Linked DNA regions of Anser cygnoides: region 2 is linked to region 1. A link is a contact called in public Hi-C data. All regions are on one chromosome and are shown on one strand. Each heading gives the region's core, a stretch centred on a gene start, on an enhancer-like site or on the middle of the called end of the contact. The rest is flanking DNA. Distances are from core to core; before and after follow the strand shown. Region 1 holds the start of DCP1B (decapping mRNA 1B). Region 2 holds the start of USP18 (ubiquitin specific peptidase 18).

The links. Hi-C and Micro-C count contacts between places; a contact is called where the count stands out from the background.
Region 2: a Hi-C map of liver shows a contact between it and region 1, with 7 times the contacts expected there. The contact joins the promoter of USP18 here to the promoter of DCP1B in region 1. A contact is called at or near these places in 2 of 7 Hi-C or Micro-C datasets (both in liver).

The regions. Positions count from the first base shown.
Region 1 is chr1:66,325,114-66,331,892 of Taihu_goose_T2T_genome, forward strand. It overlaps DCP1B (decapping mRNA 1B), which reads right to left and starts at 2,912. Exons shown (of 10, transcript XM_048049091.2): 1 at 2,862-2,912; 2 at 1,298-1,609; 3 at 646-686. The coding sequence starts at 2,897. All of the region lies in intron 1 of CACNA1C (calcium voltage-gated channel subunit alpha1 C), which reads left to right.
Region 2 is chr1:67,284,524-67,291,302 of Taihu_goose_T2T_genome, forward strand. USP18 (ubiquitin specific peptidase 18) reads left to right here and starts at 4,147. Exons shown (of 12, transcript XM_048047318.2): 1 at 4,147-4,388; 2 at 5,897-5,938. The coding sequence starts at 4,308.

The DNA.
Region 1 (6,779 bases), core at 1,662-4,161:
TTTCTACTTCAGTGTCCCATCCGAGCAGCTAGTGCATGATCTGCTCATCAAGTCTTTTTCTGATTTTAATTTTAGTGACATGGAAATGCTAGGGTACTACCTCGGAAACCCAAACATAGGGCATGCTTTACAACAGAGGTAAATGGTAGAGTAAGTGATCAAATAAAAGCTCTGAAAAGTTACAGCCAGACCTCATGCAAAAAGCGAGCATTGAAAAAACACAGCGTGCTGGATGAAATATACACAAAAAATTAGTAATCAGAGACAAGAAATGTGAACTCCTACATATGGAGCACAATACTTCAGAAATTCTACTATTCTTTTACTTTAAGGAATATCGTTATTTATTTCACTATTTGTTTTTTTGTTTGGACACCTTAAAACTGCAAATGTCGTGTTCTATTTAAGATAGCTGTGCAGATTTCTACGGTTCACCCATATCAAGATTTAGTCTTAACCACATAAATGGTGATGCCTACTTGTGTGTGTTTTCTTCCCTGCATTTGTCTTTGCTAGTGTCAGTTTCTTTTCACCTTTGACTATGACGTGATTCAGAGCATTTTCCTTCATTCAGCCAAGCTCCGTCCCAGCTAGCTTTTCCACATCCACAGATTACTTTCAGATGTTAAAATGTAACACTCTCACCTTGTGTAAACAAACAGCGTTCCCTCCACATCTGTCTTCTCCTGAATAAAAAGACATCAAAAAAAGTTCAAGCGAGGGTTTGCCAAACATAAGCAAGCCCCCTTTTTTTTTGTTTTACTAACCCTGACAGTGTTACATCTCTCAGTGAAGCCATGAAACAAGCCCCACAGCTCCATGGGATGGTGGTGAGCAAGCAGGGTTTGTGGTGGCCAGTTTCGTGAGGAGATGCGGACGGGATAAAGGCTGGATGATGTAAGATTAAACAGTGGGGCTGCTCTGCTGCCAGACCCCAGGAGCAGCCGGGATGTAGCCAGGTAAGGGCACAGCACATGGGTGGCAGCCAGCACCCAGCCTTCAAACCCGCAGCGCTCAACCAAGAGCCAGGTGCTGACCGCCCCTCAAGGAGACCAAGACGACCCCCAGGGCCACCTCCCCGTCAGCAGCACTTTTAATGCACACAGAGCCCGCTGGGGCACCCCAGGGTCCCTCACAAAGCCCTCACACCTCAACATGGCGGACACCCCCTCACCCCCCCCCACTATCCCCCCCTCCGCTGCGAGAGGGGCGGGGCCTCCCCACCCCCAGTGGGCGTGGCTCTCTCTCGCCCCGCCCCCTCCTCCCCGGGGCGGGGGGGGAGCGGCCCCCGACGTACCCACTCGTTGGCGCGGTGCCCGAAGGTGTAGAGCGCCACCTGGCTGGCCACGTCCACGATGCTGCTGATGTAGGGGTCGTGCTGCTGCAGCGCCGCCAGGCTGATGTCCAGCCCCTTGCCCAGCAGGGCGGCCCCGGACACCGCCGCCGCCATCTTGCCCCCGACAACAACACAGGGGCTCCTCGTAGGCGCAGCCAATCCAGCGCCGAGGGGAGCGAGCGGAGCTCCCCTCGCCCTCCTCCTCCTCCCGCCCACAGCCGCCTCAATCGAGCGCCGAGCGCTTCGATTCGTCACGGGGGGTGCCCCGTTAGCCTGAGGGGGGAACCTTTTAATAAATATACATATACATGTATATATATTTACACACACATACATATGACATGAGCAGAGGAAACATAAACAAGTGTGCCCTGACACGGAGATACACAAGCTGCAGAGGAACAGATGGACAGGACCACGAGTTTAGTCACCATATTTTCCTGTCAAATGTACACATTTATTATCAGTCTATCGATGCCAACAGTTTACAGCGGGTATATCAGCTTTATGTGGCGTGCAGATACGCTCAATACGTACATTTATACTTAAAGGACTTGCTTAAGAGTCCAGCCTGAACCTGCTGCGACAGCAAATATTTTTTTCACCACATGACCCATGTAGCAGTTTTGGAAGGAGTTACCACCATGTGTACCTGGAAGCAGTAGGGCAACATATTTCCCTCCAGAGATAGGATAGCCTGAAATACTAAAGGCCAATGTAATGGATGCTATTTTGCTTGTTTGCAGTATCCCATATGTGACATGTTTAAAAGGGCACTTTTGCACTCCAGGCCAGATGGAGGTTGTGGGTTAGAGTGAGCTAGCCCTGGCATCTGCTCCAAGAGCAACTGGGTCAGCCCAGATGTAAAAACTTCCAGAGTGTGAAAGTGGGGACAGAAGAGAACTGAGAGGCAGCAAGCTGGGAATACACAGTATGGGAATTCACAGTATGTAATGTAGGGACAGCGAGTCTCTTGAGTGGAGTCAGGAGCGGACATGTTCTCAGAGAGGACAGGGAGAAAATGTTGTTCTCTGGGACCCAGGAGAAAATGCGTAGGTTTTGCTGCAGCCCCAAAGGCTGCTGAAAATTGTCTTCCTAAGAACAAGGACCTACAGCTTGCCCGACAAGTATACAGCGGGAGAAGAAAACTCCTAACATACCCTCTTATAATAAGGTCTCACGCCTAGCTTGCCTTTTCTAAAGCCACCTTGTTTCAGCTGGGCCTCTAATGAAACACAGCTGTGGAGTTTGGAAGTTTTCAGGTGGTTTTGGTATAGATGTGGCAAGAAAAAGGCTCTAACCAGTTCCATTACAAAGCTCCAGCTGGCTTATCCTGTAACAACAAGGAAAATGCATAGGCTTATGGTAGACGAGGGAAACTGTTGTCCTTGGTCTGGAAAGGAACAGGGTAGGATGGCAAAAAGAGAAAAATATGTAAGTGGGAAAGATAATTCACATTGATCAAGTAGTGTACAGATGCACATTTTTTTTTTTAAATTATCATTCTTAAATAGTTTTCAGTTACCAGTTTCCAGGCACTCATAACCACATTCCTCTTCATGTGAGAGAGAGAGCCTGACTGGGTCAAGTGCATCTCCTGTGCCCTTCTCTTGACATATGAAGATTGGAGATGGTTCTGTTTCCTTGAACTCTGTGGAAAAAACAAACAAACAAACAAAAACACCTGTGAGGTTAAATATCTTGAAGTAAGCCTGACAAAAATTTTGGCTGTTTTCAGTATCCAGCTTGTGGCTTTTTTGGTACTGCCTTCCTCCTGGATTACTTTCTGACATAGCTGGGCAGACGGCTCCCCAGCCCTGCGCTTTGAGCCAGCAAACCCGTCAAGCTTCTGATCATGCCTTTGTGTATTTTGTTGCACTGTGTGGTCCTTTCTGCTGGTTCCAACTGTTTTGCTGTGTAAGTGAGCCATAATTGCTCCTTTCATTTTACCTGAAGTAAAGGTAATTAATAAAACCATTAGTTCTGGCATGCGTTATGGTACCACTTGATAGGGGACTTAAAAATTTTCCAGTGAAACAAAATCTTGTTAAATAGAGAAAGACTGTGAATTCTCACCGCATCTAAAGCTAAGGACTTTTTAGCAAAAATGTCACAGGTTGAAAAGGTTGATTCCTTAAGCTGTAGTTATTTGCTTACAGTCAGTAATTCAGTAGTCCATAATAACTATCAAAGTTAGAATGATTTTGCTGTAACTTGTTTATGAAACAAAGTCATTTTCTAGCTTTGAAAATGTCATAATTTCATGAAGTATATAATTAGAGTGTCACATTTTTGTCTCCCACCCACCTGGATAGTACTCTGTTAAAACAAACAAACAAAAAACTTTGATTTTGCCATTGTATAAAAGGGCTTTTGCGTAGGTAACATCCAAACTATTTTTAAGGCAAAATCCACACAGCATGCTGTTCTTAAGGTCTCTTTTAAGGATAAACATAAACATGCTTAGTTCAAACCTTTTTGCAAGGATTCTTCAAATAGACGTTAAGCCTTTGCTTCTCATTCAAGAACCTATGCAATTGTAAGAACTAAGGCTTGCTTCCTACAGCAAATTATCGACATTGAGGGTGTGATTTCATGTGAGTGTGTTTGGTGTCAGTGCTGGGTATACGCCACCCCTGTCCCAGGTCCCAGCCATTCATTCCTGCTATTCTGGCACCTCCGTGTGGTACTGGCCTGAGTGTGTTTGTGGCCACAGCATGAACCAGTCAGACCAGGGAAGTGAACTGATTGAAAAACAAGCCTTCATGTTGCTGCTGTGATCACAGCCTCGACTGACCGCTTTCCTGTCTGTTCACATTCAGGCCTTCCTCTGAGCAGCAATTCTTAAAATAAACAGCAGGACTCACTTGAGAAAATGTAGTGTTGAGCACTTCATTTGCTCCACTTCCTCATCTCCAGCCCCCTTGGAGTTGTTATTGCACAATAGTTGCCTTTTCCTTTTTATTCCTTCCCCAAGGCTGCCATAATTCTTTCTCGCTGTCTGGCAACAACTCTGCTGCCCCCCTGCTGGCAAGAAGGGTGCTGAGGTAGGATTGGTAGGCTCCTCTTCTGCATCAAGAACTACCTGAGGATCTTCCAGTGGATCTTCATAGGGTGCTTTCCAGTGTGCCGTCTTCCTGGGAAGAGCAGGTAGCCCTTGTGGAGCCAGGCTGATCCCGCAGCACTTGCTTACCCGTGCTCCATATACTGCTGGGGACGTGCTTGCAGCTCCGCAGCCCGGTACCCCTCACACCTGGGAACCCAGTGGTTCATGCTGGAGCCTGTCTGCACCTCTTCCCAGGCACAGTAGAAAGGTAGTCTTTTTAGCCCACATTTATTATAGGCTTTCAGAAGGTAGCTCTTGAATACTTCCCTCATGCCCAGAGGCTGAAATTTCTGGTTGTATTTTTGGACCACTTTTTAACTCCAATCCTAAATGGTTTAAGCAATTTCAGTCTTTTTGTTAGCAACATATTACTTCCTAAAAGTTCCTTAATGAGCATAGGGTGTGACTACCTAGTTTCATCTGGTGCAGTTATTCAAAAAATCCATCTCTAGATTAAAATTAAATCTGGTTACTTTCATTCAGATTCAAAACAACTCTCCCTCTGCCCCCAAATAAACCCCAGCACATGTAAGCTATTAGCATGCACATCTGTGTTTGTAACATTGCTCCCTGGTGAAGTTTGTGAGACCATCTTGAGATTTCCTGCAAAATGTTAGTCCACAGAAAAATGGGATTGTATTCTTTGGCATTGTTGGTTTTGAAGTTCTGATATTATACATGCTGTGCATGAAATAATTACCTATCACTTATTATGATTTTCAGTGGAAGTTTTTTGTTGTTGTTTTTCTTTTTTTTTTTTTCTGTGTCTAAGAACCTGGGTTTTTACCAAAAGCGTGTTTCTTTCTTTGACACATATTTTGCTAAGTTGTTCTGTTACCTTATTGCTGTCCTAATAAACTGATTTGATCCATCAACTTCATTCTTTACACTGCTGATTGACCAGACAAACTACCAAAATACCAATGAGGTTAGGACACACCTGCTATGCCCCATAGGTTAATAACACGTAACAGTATTTATATCTTGCCTAAGAGAATACCTTTCCAACCACATCTTTGTGGTAATCACCGTTTAATTTGGCAGAATCAAACACCTGTAGCTCTAAAAGGGTTATTTTCCAACCAGCTACAGAGAAGATGGCCTCATTTAATTAATTCCTAATATGAAAAGTTCCATTAGGTAATTACATTAAGCCAAGACCTCATTTTTACACCTCACCTGGCATAGTAGCTCTTGCCATATTAAAAAAATGGAGTCAGCAGAAGGATGTGCTTGTGTTGCTGCTGTTAAGAAGGTGGTAGTAAGCCCAAAGGAGCACTGGGGCTGGTCAGCGTGATAGAAGTGGGCAGCAAGTTTGGGAGGAGGGGAATGTGTCCTTAGCACCAAAGCATATTTTTGTGAAAGCGTGCTCTGCATCCAAATCATCTTTTTTTAAGAGTTAACTGTTGAAAAAAGAAGCTCTGAATTCCTACTATGTATTTATAGTAGTATAGCATATATGCTGCTATATGCATGTATATCTAGTAGCAACAGCTGCTATACATGTAGCTGTTGCAGTATTACTTTATGAAGGAAATTTGTGTTATTATATTGTTGGCTGGCAAAAATGTTTATGTATGTTTCGTGTTAATGAAGAACATTGGTGCTTATTAAGGATTCCAATAAAGGATTTTCTAGCTTTTTTTAGATGTAGCATGGGTGAATAAAGACAGTCAGTGTTATAACACATCTGTTGTAGCTCTCTAGAAGTCAATACAAATGGTTCTATAATCACAGATCCTTAAAGCTAAAATACTTGAGCAATAAGGTAAGTCTTCTGCTTTAAGTATCCCCCCTAGTTTTCTGTGGATTTGGTAGCTGCTTGCAAAAATTCCCATAGGTAGATGCTTGTGATACTGATGCTACTGAATACCTGCTATTGCAGGTGGTAAGAGTTTGTAAAGGTTCCCCAAAATGTATCTTCTGTATTTAAAATTAGGCTTAATACCTATTGTACATGTTTCATAATATGAGATCATCTGACCTATAACAGTGTGATCTTTCTACTTTGTTTACCAGTTTGGGTGATCACTTTTATTTGCTACAAGCTTTATTTGGCTGGCATATGTAAATGAGATGTTTTGAAGTAGACTTGTTTTCAAATTGAAAATTATTTTTTCTATTTTTTCTTTCATTAGGCAAGATCCACAATTACCTCTATGCTTTAAATGCAGCTACTTGCCTCTTAAAGCTAAGAATGTTTTGTTGTGATTGTATTTCTCCATTTTGTGTTGATCTGGAGTTGTGGGTATGGGAAGAAAGGCCTGTGTAGAAAAAGGAATTCACGTTTGTGTAACTGCACCAGACAATAAAACTCAGTAACATTTGAAGCGTTTC
Region 2 (6,779 bases), core at 2,897-5,396, 960 kb after region 1:
TTTGATCGATCATGGCAAGCGCCCAAAGACTGGAAGAAAGCAAATGTCACTCCTATCTTCAAAAAAGGCAAGGAGGAGGATCCAGGGAACTACATGCTGGTCAGTGGCACCTTGATCCTTGAGCAGCTAATCCTGGACACCATTTACAGGCACATAAACAGCAAGACAACCAACAGAAGTAGTCAGCATGGATTCACCAAGTCGTGCCTGGCTAACTTGATAAACTATGATGAAATGACTAGCCTGGTAGACTAGGGGACAGCAGTGAGTATAGCCCACTTAGACTTCAGTAAGGCTTTTGACAGTCTCTGGTCAGATCCTCATAGAGAAGCTGTTGAAGTACAGGCTGGATGAGCAGTGAAGCGGGTTGTAAGTTGTTTGAACAGCCAAGCCTAAAGGGTGGGGATCAGAGATGCAAAGTTGCAGGCCAGTAACTAGTGGTGTACCTTAGGCATCAATACTGGGTCCAGCTGTGTTTAACACCTTCATTAATGATCCAGACAATCACACAATGGTTGAGGTTGGAAGGGACCTCTGGAGGCCATCTGGTCCAAATCCCCTGCTTAAGCAGGGACACCTAGAGCACAGTCACCAGGACCATGTCCAGGTGGCTTTTGAATATCTCCAAAGAGGGAGACTCCACAACCTCTCTGGGCAACCTGTGCCAGTGCTCTGTCACCAGCACAATAAAAAAGTTTCCTAACATTCAGATGGAACCTTCTGTTTCAGTGTGTATCTATTGCCTCTTGACCTGTCACTGGAAACCACTGAAAAGAGCCTGGCTCCATCTTCTTTGCACCCTCCCTTCAGGTATTTATGTACATTGATAAGATCCTCCCTGAGCCTTTTGTTCTCCAGGTTAAATAGTTCCAGTTGTCACAGCCTTTCATTAGTCCCTAACTATCCTTTCACGGGACTCTCTCCAGTATCTCCATGTGTCTCATGCTGGGTAGCCCAGCAGCAGACAGAGGACTCCCTGTGTGGCCTCACCAATACCGAGTAGAGAAGGATCACCTCCCTGACCTCCCGGCAATGCTCTGCCCTAATGCAGCCCAGCTTAGTGTTACCCAAGGGCACGTTGCTGGCTCACGTCCAATTGGTGCCCACCAGGACCCCCAGGCCCTTTTCTGCCAAGCTGCTTTCCAGCTGGGCAGCCCCCAGCACGTCCTGGTGCCTGGGGCTGTTCCTGCCCAGGGGCAGGGCTCTGCACTTCTCCCTGTGGGACTCGATGAGCTTCTGTTAGCCCATTTCTCCTGCCTGCCAAGGCAGGTCTCTCTGGATGGCAGCATCATCCAAATCATTAATGAAAATGTTGAACAGAACTGTACACAAAGTGTACCCTTAGCAAATTTGCAGATGACACAAGACTGGGAGGAATGGTCAATGTGCCAGCGGGTTGTGCGGCCATCCAGAGTGATCTCTGCTCTGGGTGGCATTGTTTGAGCTGGAGGTTTGGACCAGATGACCTCCAGAGGTCCCTCCCAACCTTAACTATTCTGTGATTCTGTGATCTTCCTCATGTAGAGATTGATCCCTTCCAGCTCAGGATATTCTGTGATTTCTATTTCTGTTGGCAGTTACAGTTTGCAGTATGTCACATAAAACTTGTACGTGCTATATGCATTGCATGCATTTAATTATCTAAATCATTAAAATAAACTAGGTACTTACGGAGTACCAGAAATGCCTCTGTTTAGAAGAATATCCCTATTCATGATATACTTGCTTACGTACTTAAATTGAAACAATATGATTAAGTATAACCCAAACTGATGGTATTTAGATTCTTAAATGGCTTTCCTCAAAGTTCTTTCCTGAATTGGGACCAAAACCAGAAACAGGAAATTTTGCACATGAAACACAGTTAAAGACAAAAAAAAAAGTGACAAAGAAAAATGGCAGAGGAAGTGCTTGCCCTCTTCCTTGAAAAACTACTGAAATTGATGCAATGAAGAACTTGAAGTTACTGATCCAGTGCAGAGTACTTCATGTGTTCTGAAACAATGGGGGTGGAGTTCCTAACTCCCTGAGTGCTTTTTAAATCACATCCTGATTATCTATTTTATGGATTATTTTATCTACTGTAGAAGTTCTGTGGCAGTTATCAGAAGCAAGCAGCTTTTTTCAAAGTATCTTCCAGGCTCAGATTTCTGCCCAATACCCATTTTGGAAGTGGAGTGTCACAACCAGATTCCACAGGCAAACCTTAAAATATTCTTAAACAAGACATATGCCCTCTTAATCTAGTACCCAGGATCCCACAGGAATCATTACCAAAAGCCATGTCACCTGCACACTTCCTCACTGGTTTATGCAGATCTGTCAGACCTAGCTCCTATTGAACCTCTGGCGTCAATCTGCAATCTGCTTAGGTGGTTTACCTGTCTCTAGGCAATTTATAGCTTCACATTTCTTTCTCTCTTCCTCCTTACTATCAGGCAGACTCCACGCAAGCTAGGAATAGAAAGTGAACACCACTAAATCATTCCCAACAGGCTCCACCTGGGCCACAAGAAAGATGCTGAGTCATTTGTAATCTTCTGCCTGCAGCCTCTACAGCTACCCATATATGTCTGTGTGGCGGGTCAGGAAGCTTTTTACTGCCAGTGCTGCCATAGCTGAGGAGCTCTGACTCCTCAGCAGCTGTGCTGGCTCTAACTGTGAAATATTTTATTACACAGGAAGAAGCCTGCAAGGCAGGGCTACATTAAGCCATGGTTTTCCTCACCATTTCTTTCTTTCCTTCCTTCCTTTCTCTCTTTTCTTCCTTCCTTCCCTTCTTTGTCTCTCTCTTCTTCTGTAACATCCACTGAATTTAGTAAATTAGTAAAACAACAGCTGAAGGCTTTTGCACAGCACATGCAAATTCAGTTTGTTAGTAGCTCAAAGAAGGGGCTTTCCTGAGGGGTAAAGGGGCATACCAAAGACACCAGTGAGGTTCTAGGAAGCAAAGAAAGGGAGACAGAGGCCTTCAGGAGCTCCCTGTAGCCTGTGGAAGGTAGCAACACCTTTTACCTCATTGGAATGGGGATTGCCAACCCAATCTTACAGGCGGAGATAGAGGCATGGTTGAGGGTTTGGCCCTCTCTGAAGACTGTCCAGCTGTCTCAGCCTGCTGGAGCTCCTGGATAAAGGGTAGGCAGGTATGCCCTGCCAAATCGCAAGGGGACTCTCACTTCTGGGGTCCCAGAGACTGCATCTATTTCACATGCATAGCAGTATCCCCTGCTTCACCTGTACCATTTCTCCAGTCAGCAGAGCTCTGCAGGGCAGCATCACTCAGCTCTAAACTCTCCTGCATCCTCATGTGGAGCAAAGCTGGGCTGATGGCCATCCTCCAACAAGCAAAGCCCCCTTCCAGGGCATGCTGTGCCCCTCCGTTTGTCCTGCTGACAGCCAGAAAGAGGAAGGCCAGGAATCCCGACACACACCAGAGGAGCAGCCACCCAAGCACTTCTGCTGGTTCGGACATCCTTGGCCTTGTTGAAACCAGACATCGCGTGGCACAGGGGTTTGCTGGGGTATTTTTGTTTACCACAGTGCTGCCATTCAGCTATCCTACTGTGGACCATAGCCCACATAAGCAGTAAATTCCTGAAGCTTTTAGGTTGGAGGGTGGGTTAAGTTTCTAAGACAGTTACTGTAAGTTACTCTAAGACTTACTTGGGGTTATTTTAAACAAGCTATTTCTTGCTTCTGTGCCTTGACAAGAGTTTGGCTTTCCTGTTGCTTTTGCTGCTACAAGAAGCAAACACCGTGCTAACAAACACCAAGTTTTGTGAGGTGAGGAACGCTGTAAGTGCAGGCAGCACACACCTCCTGAGGAGCAGCCACAGACGATGAACAGCTTGCTTTCTACAGAGTTCAGTTTCTCCCCGTGCCATTGAAACCCACTCTTTCCCAACCGAAGCAGGCTCAGCCTGGCATGGGGAGGTAGCGGAGGGGCCCCGGGTCGGCAGGGTCTCGTCCCAGCCCGGTGTCCGCGCAGCTCGGCCCCGCTTCTCCTACGGGTCCGGGGTCGGCGAGCCGCCGCCATCTCACGGCTCTGCCCGCCGCGGGGCCGCCCCTGGCGGCGAGAAGGGAGAGCAGCGATCGGCTCCGCGAAGTTTCACTTTCCGTCCCTGGGCCGAGCGAAGCGGGAAATCAAAACTAAGCGGCGCAGTGGGCGCTGCTGCCCTCTGACGCAGCCGGCGAGCAGGGCGGCGGGGCGCCGCCGCCTCCCCGCAGTCTCCCTCAGGCAGCGCCGCCGCGGCAGCCGCACCGGCAGCGCCTCCCTCGGCCCGGCCGGCCCGCAGGTGAGCGGGGCGATGTGCGCCGTGCCGGCCCCCAGGGTCCGCCCGCGGCTCCGGGGGGTCGCTGAGGGTCGGCCGAGGCTCCAAACGCGCGAGGTAGGAGGTGTGAGAGAGCTCTGTGGCTGCTTGCCGGGGTCGGGGAGCCCGAGCCGCGGGTGGACGGCTAAATGACCGCACGCACCGAGTCGGAGCTCTGGTGACTCTGAACTCTTACCGCGTCAGCTTGGTCATTTGTATTTCTTTTAACTGATGAAAATAACTTTTGAGCTGGTGAATCTGCTAGGGCATTGGGCATGCCGTCAGGGGAGCGCGAGTAATGGGCGTTTGTAGTGGCCGGAATGGTTTCTCTTTTCTGTTTCAACCAATATTCTTTAATGGATGAAAATATATTAAAAAGGGAGCTGGACAAGCACGTAGTTGAACAGAACAGTGAAAAGTCTTATTTCAGTGGTGTCTAAGAGAAGCATGGAGGTGAAGGGCTCGGATCCATCCCATCCCCACAGCCACTCTTTGGGGAGCACCCGGGGGCCACCGTCTCCTCGGGGCTGAGGTCCATGCCTTTGGCAGCCTGCCCTGTGAGATAACTGTGAGGGGGAAGGAGTGGCGACGCTAGGAAAGAGTGACCGACAACCAGGGACGGAGAGGCCCTCCTCAGGCCAGCGACCTGGCGCGGAGCGAGAGCGAAATGGAGGACGCTGGGCTGAGCAGAGGGTGGGCAGGAGGGCTCACTGATCACGGGGTGGAGGATGCAAGGCGGACGTCGCTGCCGCCTTTTTGCTGCCCGTAGTTAGCGTGGTCGCTTGGCTTGGCCAAGCCACGTGCGCTGGGGCAGTGGTACTGAGCCATCCCCCTCGTCTGCAAAGGAAACTGAGAAGGGGCCCTGCTCTTCCAGTGAGAGGGGAGAAATCGGTTTGCTTGCTCCCCAAGTCCCATGCCCACGCAACAGATTTTTTATACAGTTATGCCAGGAAAGGAAGGTCATGGCAAATCTTAGCAATACTGTATTTTTTATAGCTGAAACGAGGCGGTTCTGTGTAAGGGTTGGAAAGTTCTGTTCCCGTCCCTGCTCCCAACCCAGGGTTCCTGTTAGCGGTGCCAGGGTGCCTGGGGGAGAGTTTCATTGAACTGCAGAGCCAAATCCTTCAAATCCTGCCATCTCTGTAGACCCCTGCACCTTCTTGCCCTACTATCTTTCTACCTATTTCTCAAATCACCCAAAGCTTCTTAGCCCTGAGCTGGCTCGTTCATCCTGCCCTTAATTCTACCAAGAACTGTGTTTTACAAGTTCTGCTCATCCCCAGCACAACCATCACTGCTGTTCAGCTCCTCTGCTGACCATTTCCCCTCCTTTCTGTCTCCTCCTGCGTCCCCCCTGGCTGCGGGTATTACTTTTGCTGATACTACACCAGCTACACCTGAATGCCTGGTTAAATTGCTTCCCAGGGAAAAGGCAGCATGAGTTCAGAGTGTTTTGCAGAAGAAGAAATTGAAATCCAGTTTTACTTTTCCCACATAGCCATCCTAATTGTTGCTTTTCAATACAAAGAGCAATGTTCTCGAATCTATCTTTGAATGCCTGATTTTTTTTTTCTTTTTTTTCCCAGATAAATCTTCTCAGCAAATTTGATGTTATCCAGTGTATCTGGGTATGTGACACTTTGAGTTCAAAAGTAATTTTGATAAAGGATGGTTGGGAAAAATATACTTAAGCTTAAAAATGGTAATTGGGGAAAAAATAATTTCTAGTTTTCTAGTTTCCATGATAAATTTTTCATAAACTTTGAAATATAACATTATTAGGTAGAGTCAACCTGAAAAATAACAAGCTTTTGAAACAAAAATTTCTTTTCATGAAAAGCAAAACCAGGATTTTTTGGTAATTTCCCTTTCTTGGTAGCTTTTCTTCATTCTTATTGCACCTGGAGTGGCCTCAGGTTCATTTTACATGCTGTTCAGTATTTGTGTAATAATGATTCCTGAGCATATGGGACTTCTTTCTCGCCCTCTCCTTCCCGCCCTCTCCTTCCCCCTCTCCTTCCCTCTCCTTCCCTCTCCTTCCCTCTCTTTCTCTCTCTTTCTGTGAATGTTTCCCTAAGCATATAAGCATACCATTTTTTTCTGATTCAGTTTCCATGTTGGATGTGGGCTCTTAAAAATGTTTCATTTTTGTTTAATTGCATTGGAGCATTTATAATATTGTTTTGCTTGAGTATTATTACTTTGCTTTAGTTTAGTGATTTTTTTTGAGTTTTATTTAAAGAGCCAGTAGCCGAGTCATAAGAGACTGTCAGAATAATGGTCCATTCAATAGTCCCCTTAAAATCAAGGCATTATAATGGTTCTCTTAAACAGTTCCTTTGCCTGAAGGATTGTAAAACAAAAATGATACTTAGGTGCTTAAATGCATTTAAAAATTAGAGTCCAAGGTGCCCCTCTAGAGCTGTGACTAGAGCACTTAAAAACAATGCAGAGAAGAGCCCAATCAGA